Regions from separate parts of the Sus scrofa genome. Here region 1 is linked to region 2. Evidence: chromatin contacts called from public HiChIP or PLAC-seq data. All regions are on one chromosome and are shown on one strand. The core of a region is the stretch at or near the end of the contact, and the rest is flanking DNA. Distances in the headings are between cores, read along the strand shown. Region 1 holds the start of LNPEP (leucyl and cystinyl aminopeptidase). Region 2 holds the start of GLRX (glutaredoxin).

Region 1 (2,700 bases), core at 11-2,510, 1.1 Mb after region 2:
GTGTGGCCAGGAAAGAGCTCTTCTCAGAGAAGCCCTTTGAGATGAGACTTAAAATACAAGAAGGAACCAGCAGTCGAAGTACCATGCAGAAGGAACAGTTCTTCCATGAGGACCATGCAGTTGGAATGGTTTAATGTAAATTGGCGACTTTAAGGAACAGCCAGAAAGCCTCTGTGGACAAAGCATAGTAAGCACGTGTAGGAGATAAAGTCCTAGAGTTAGGGAAAGAGTTTCGCTTTTATCCTAAGTGTGATTGGTAGCCACTGGAGATTTTAAAGCGCAAGTGGGTGATTTAATTCAACAGACATTTAAGAATACAATATTGCAAAATACAATATTTTACTTGGATTTTACTTCTTTGAAACCTAATTTCAATTTCCCACGCAGGTCAAACAACAAACAGTACTGCCAGCCCTGTTTGCCCAGGCTGTTTGCGCTTGCCACGGGCTTGTTTGCACCGGACGCCCTGCTGTTGACAGCCTCAGAGAAGCGTGTGACAGTTGGCAGGCGCAGTGAGGCACAGCGGGAGCCAAGTTGCTGCTGAGGCCAAGGCTGCGTTTGGGGAGGACAGAAGAGCGATGAGGGGCAGGAGGCGATGCAGCGCGCCCCGAACTCCGCAGCATAGCGGCGATCCGCACAGAGAGCAAGGGATGATGAAGTGAGGCCTGGAAGAGCATCACCCGGGCTCCCCAGGCCCCTGGTTATTTCATTTCAATGGTTCGCCGGGTCGCCCGGCTTTGACACTGGAAACTATGGGGGCTGGAGACTGGAGTTGAGGGCTCCAGTGCTGGAGGGCGGGGGCGACAAAGAGAGTTTCGCTTTCTCCGGCCTAGCTCTGCTGGCCTGGCCACCTGCAGCAGCGGCTGCACCCCGGGGAGCCGCAGGTGTTGATTTAAGGCTGGCGGGGCAGGCCTTCAGCCCACATCCTGCGGCTCCCGCGGCCCCGGTCTGATCCAGTGCCAGGTTTTGTGATCCGCCTGCCTGTAGATGCCGCGCCCCGATCCGCTAGCCGCCCAGACTCCTTGGGGGTCTTCCCCCACTTCAGTCAGGCCACCGAGAGCATGGGACCTCTGTGATGTGAGCCAGCAGCCCTGCCAAGACGACCCACAGTGCCTGCTCCCTCAAGCCTTAGCAGAGTGAGCTCCCCGGGGCCACACTCCCCAGGGAAACCGAAGCTTCGCAGTCCGGGAGCGACCTTCGTCCATAGATCCTGCTTTGCCTTCAGATCTTGGCTACAGTGGCACCTTCCAGGCCTCTCCTCAACAAGCATCCGAATTAGCGACCCACTCAATCTCCGTCACATCACCTAGATTTAATGCTGAGCTGGGCATTTATATCAATCTCGTGTGTCTTGTGTTTGTTTATTATCTGTCTCTGGAATGTCTCCTCGACGGAGGCAATGACTGTGTTTTACCAGCGCGGAGCTGGGTTCCCGGCTCCTAAGGCCGGGCCGGGCCTGGCCGGGACGTTATAGGCTATCACATTTGCTTAATGACTGACCGCTGTTCTGGGCACTGAAACAGACCGAGTTGCTGGCCTTTTCTGTCAGGGGCGGGGCTTGTTCCGGTCACGCCCCCCCCGGCCCGCCCCCAGATCTAACCCTCTCCCTCCTCTTCACTCCCTGGAATCCGCTGGGGCCTGTGCAGTGCTTTTTCCTCTAGTTTCCCTCGCTCTCTGCAGCTGTCGCTAAAACACGGAGCTGTGGATTTTCGAGCGAGCGGAGCGGCGCCGCTGTTCGCGGCACCTCCCCGACAGACCTCGGCGCTGCGCTGGGCATGCTCAGTTGGTAGGGCCGCTTCAGCGTTCGGAGTAGGAAGCTTGGACGCTCCTGCTGTAAGGAGCTGCGGCCGGGGGAAGATGGAGCCCTTCACCAATGGTGAGTGGGCGGCCGGAGGACCCGGGGTCAGACGCTCTCTGGGGCAAGAGGGTCGTGGGCAGTGTGACACGCGAGGTCGAGCTGCAGTCGCACCGACCGCGGGTTTCCCGTGAGGGCTTAGGGGCAGTGGAGAGGGACGGGGAAAGCAGTTCGAGGCTCGGGGGAGGGGGCGGGAGGCGGCCGGTGTCGCGGAGTTGGGGAGTGGTGTGAAGGTCAGTGCCATCGCTTGCCCAGGGTGGGGGCGTCGTCGGTGTGGCCCGACCGTACGCTCTGCTGCGCGCCCAGGTGGGCGAACAGCAAAGTTTAGGCTGTTTTGCGCAGATCAGGGGGCAACGGGAAAGTTGGCAGCTGCGTTTGCCCGGGAGAAGGGGGTGTTGGCCACAGCTTTTGGGCAGGAAGAGTTAAGCCGCGGCCCTTACCAAAGACAACTTCGGTGGTGCGGCGGGAGCTATCCCCCTGTCCTTCAGCGAGTTGCCGGCGTGACTTTTCCTAATAGGACGGGGTGGGGGTGGGGGCTTAGCAGGTTAATTTAGTGGAAGGAGGAGAAACTTGCAGAAAGGCTTGATCACCCCTGCTGTGTTCCCAGGAGGTTCCTCCCCGCATTGCCACCCTCCAGTCTGATGCGGAGGCACTACGCAGAGCGTTCAAGCTTCCTTTCCCTGGCTTCCGATAACCAGTTTTTCAGTTGAAGACTCATTAAATATCAAGGGTCCGTCACAATGATATCACAATGTGACTTGAGGCCAGAGTCAAAGCAGGAGCCTGCAGGATGCCCTGCAAACAGCCACAGCCCTTTACTGAAAGGAGGGAATAAATCCCACCCT
Region 2 (2,700 bases), core at 25-2,524:
ATGTATGGCCTCCCTCCCTCTCTGCACCAGAAAGCTGACTTCTGACTAGAGAGGTAGGAGAGAAACAGCCTCCCCTTCTTTACCCTAAGAACCCAGAGAAAACCCTGCAAGTCAAACTAAACCTGAGCTAGGATACATGCTTCTGTGCACACCATGTGGTAGAATGTGCACCCTGAAAGGGAGCTTGGCTGAGCTGGTGGGACATCCCTCACCAACCCCCGTCCCCAGCACCTGAACTGCTACTGGTGACCTGGCTGGCTGGCTGAGGAAGAGGAAGCCTTTTCAGAAAGGGAGCGGCTCCTAGGGTCTCACTGTCTGTCCACAGCAAACAGGAAGTAGAGGTGGCCTACTCCAGCGTGGCGCTGCAGCCAGGAGGTCGCTGGCAGTCACAGAGGAGGTGACTTGCCAGGATCAACCAGCAAGCCATTGTGAGAGCCATCCGGACTCTGGCCTCCCTCCCTACTCTTGACAGGTCTGGAAATATCCCGTCATTTAGAATGAGGTTCTTCCCTGGGAGGAGTTAGATAGGATATGGAAAAATGAGCAAATTAGGTTAAGTTTAAAGAGATCCTGGAGGTAAGACTGAAGGGCAGCAAATCCTCCTTGGCCATGTGAACCCAGAGGAAAAAGTGCCGGCGGTTCTAACTCAACAACAGAAATGTACAGCTCACACTTGGCTCCTCCACCCCTCCTCCCACTTCAGCCCTCAAACTGTCACTTCTCGGCAGTGCTTAAGACAAAGACTCCAGATAGCTCCTCAGTGACTCCAGGACAGCTGCTGGGCCCATGACCCTGACGCACAGCACGGTCAGCTGTGCTCTGTCCTCTGATCCGAGAGCACCTTTGGCTGAAGTCCAGCCACCCTTTCAAGGAAGCAGTGTCTTCTCTCCGGCACCCTCCCCCTCCCCACACAGCCCTCCCGCTGCCTGGAGTGACGGAGCCCTAGCGGTGTCCTAGAGGAAGGCAAAGGCATCCCCTGTTCACACCCCAGGCAAGAAAAAGGAATCCGGGAGCCTTTTATCCAACCTTCCGAATGAAACCCCCGGCTCACCGTTCTGGCTCCTGTGAGCTGTTGCAGATAATCTTGAATCTCGTTGGTGTCACTGGTGGCTGTAATATCGACAAATTCCAGAAGCCCTTCTTTGAAGGGCAATTGGCTGAGGAGCTCCTGTGTCTTTCTGCAGAAGGGGCAGGTGGGCTTGATGAAAACTACCACCTTCCCAGGCTGGATTTTGCTGTTCACAAATGCTTGAGCCATGCTGACAGGCGGCTGCCTCCCCGGAGGAAACCTCAACAGAAGGTATTGCTCGGGTGTAAAACGGAGGCCCCAGCCAGCGGGCTTTCATTTAAAGGAACCTCCCTGGAGGAGGAGTTTGCCTGGTAGCGTGCTCAACTTTTAAAGGGCCAGCCCCGAAGTCATTTCAGTTGGAGTGATTCACCAGCTAGACCTCTGGAGGAAGGCGCGCTTGCATGCTTGCATGTCATCATCAGCGGCTGTGCCCAGGGCATCACTGACCTCAGCTCTTTTAGGAATGCCCATCCTTGGAAAAAGAGCAGAGTCACCTTACTCTCTGAGGAAGCATTAAGTGTACAGACCAGTCCCAGAGGGGGTGGGCTGAGCAGGCAGGGTCTTCTTAGAGTTAAATCTTTGTTGTCTCTCTCAGAGTCACGGTTCCTAAAGACACATGCAAACAGAATCATTCAAGAAACAGAACGAACGCGCCAAAATATCTTTAGAGGAAGTGAAATTGAAATGGTGGCTTTGCGTCCTGTCTTGCTTGGCTAGCACTGTTTGCTGTTGTGACTGTTTAATGGAATTTCCAACATTTAAACATCTGGGGATTTCACAGAAGAACCTAGACTTGGCACCTCTATGAAAAGTCAGTTCACCCTCATGTGTGGCAGTAGCTGGGGCTGAGATGCTCAGGTCTGCCCACAGGCATGGGGGTTGGGGAGTGCTGGCTCCTACCTTCTGGACACCTGCCACTCATTCCTTAGCGTTTGAGTTTGTGACCCTTGACAGCAGTTTCGCAAGGCAGCAAATTCTAACACAAACCCTAATTTCAAAGTGCCAATTCCATGTGGGGCCTTTTCTCTCTTTGATCCTTTGTTTATGACCCTTTGTTTTCACTGTTGTTGAGTCGAGGACGTGGTGTAATAACTCACTTATCACATTCATCACATTTACCTGCTCTTTCCCTGGTGCCCACATGCTCAGGGGGTGGTGAGTGAGGTCTGTTGTTCCAGGACTGACTATGACCCCTCTGCGTGCAGGGTGTTAAATAAAGAAATCAGGGAATACTACCTCCTTTAAAAATGAACTCTCCTTTTCCCCAGGAAGTTTTACACTGAAATCAGGACCCCCGCCAGAGCTGCCCACCTTCACTGATGGTCCCTTCAGAAGCCGGAGCCTAATGTCATCCAGAGAAGGGAAGAAAGTTGATTCCCAGAAGCAGCTCTAATTATTACTAAAGCTAAATGGCAAAGCAAGAAACCCAGATGCTAAGACACAAAGAAGGACTGATAGTTAAGATCTCTGTCAGCAAATGGAACATGTTGCGGGGGAAGGCCTGAGGTGACTGGGCCTCCTCAGGGCTTGGGACTTCTCAGCCCTCAGCTTTCCTGAATAAGCTCCTGGCAGAGTCCTTGTCACCTCTCTTTGTCTCTTTCCTTTAGCTCAGACTCCTGCAGCCCAGGCTC

Evidence for each region. HiChIP or PLAC-seq counts read pairs in DNA pulled down with a chosen protein or histone mark.
Region 1: a contact with region 2 is called in an H3K27ac HiChIP or PLAC-seq map of alveolar macrophages. The contact joins the promoter of LNPEP here to the promoter of GLRX in region 2. A contact is called at or near these places in 1 of 5 promoter capture datasets (liver) and 1 of 2 datasets of contacts at active chromatin or transcription factors (alveolar macrophages).

What each region holds. Positions count from the first base shown.
Region 1 is chr2:103,567,106-103,569,805 of Sscrofa11.1, forward strand. It overlaps LNPEP (leucyl and cystinyl aminopeptidase), which reads left to right and starts at 1,261. Exons shown (of 18, transcript NM_001105291.1): 1 at 1,261-1,876. The coding sequence starts at 1,858.
Region 2 is chr2:102,436,487-102,439,186 of Sscrofa11.1, forward strand. GLRX (glutaredoxin) reads right to left here and starts at 1,275. Exons shown (of 3, transcript NM_214233.1): 1 at 1,052-1,275. The coding sequence starts at 1,258.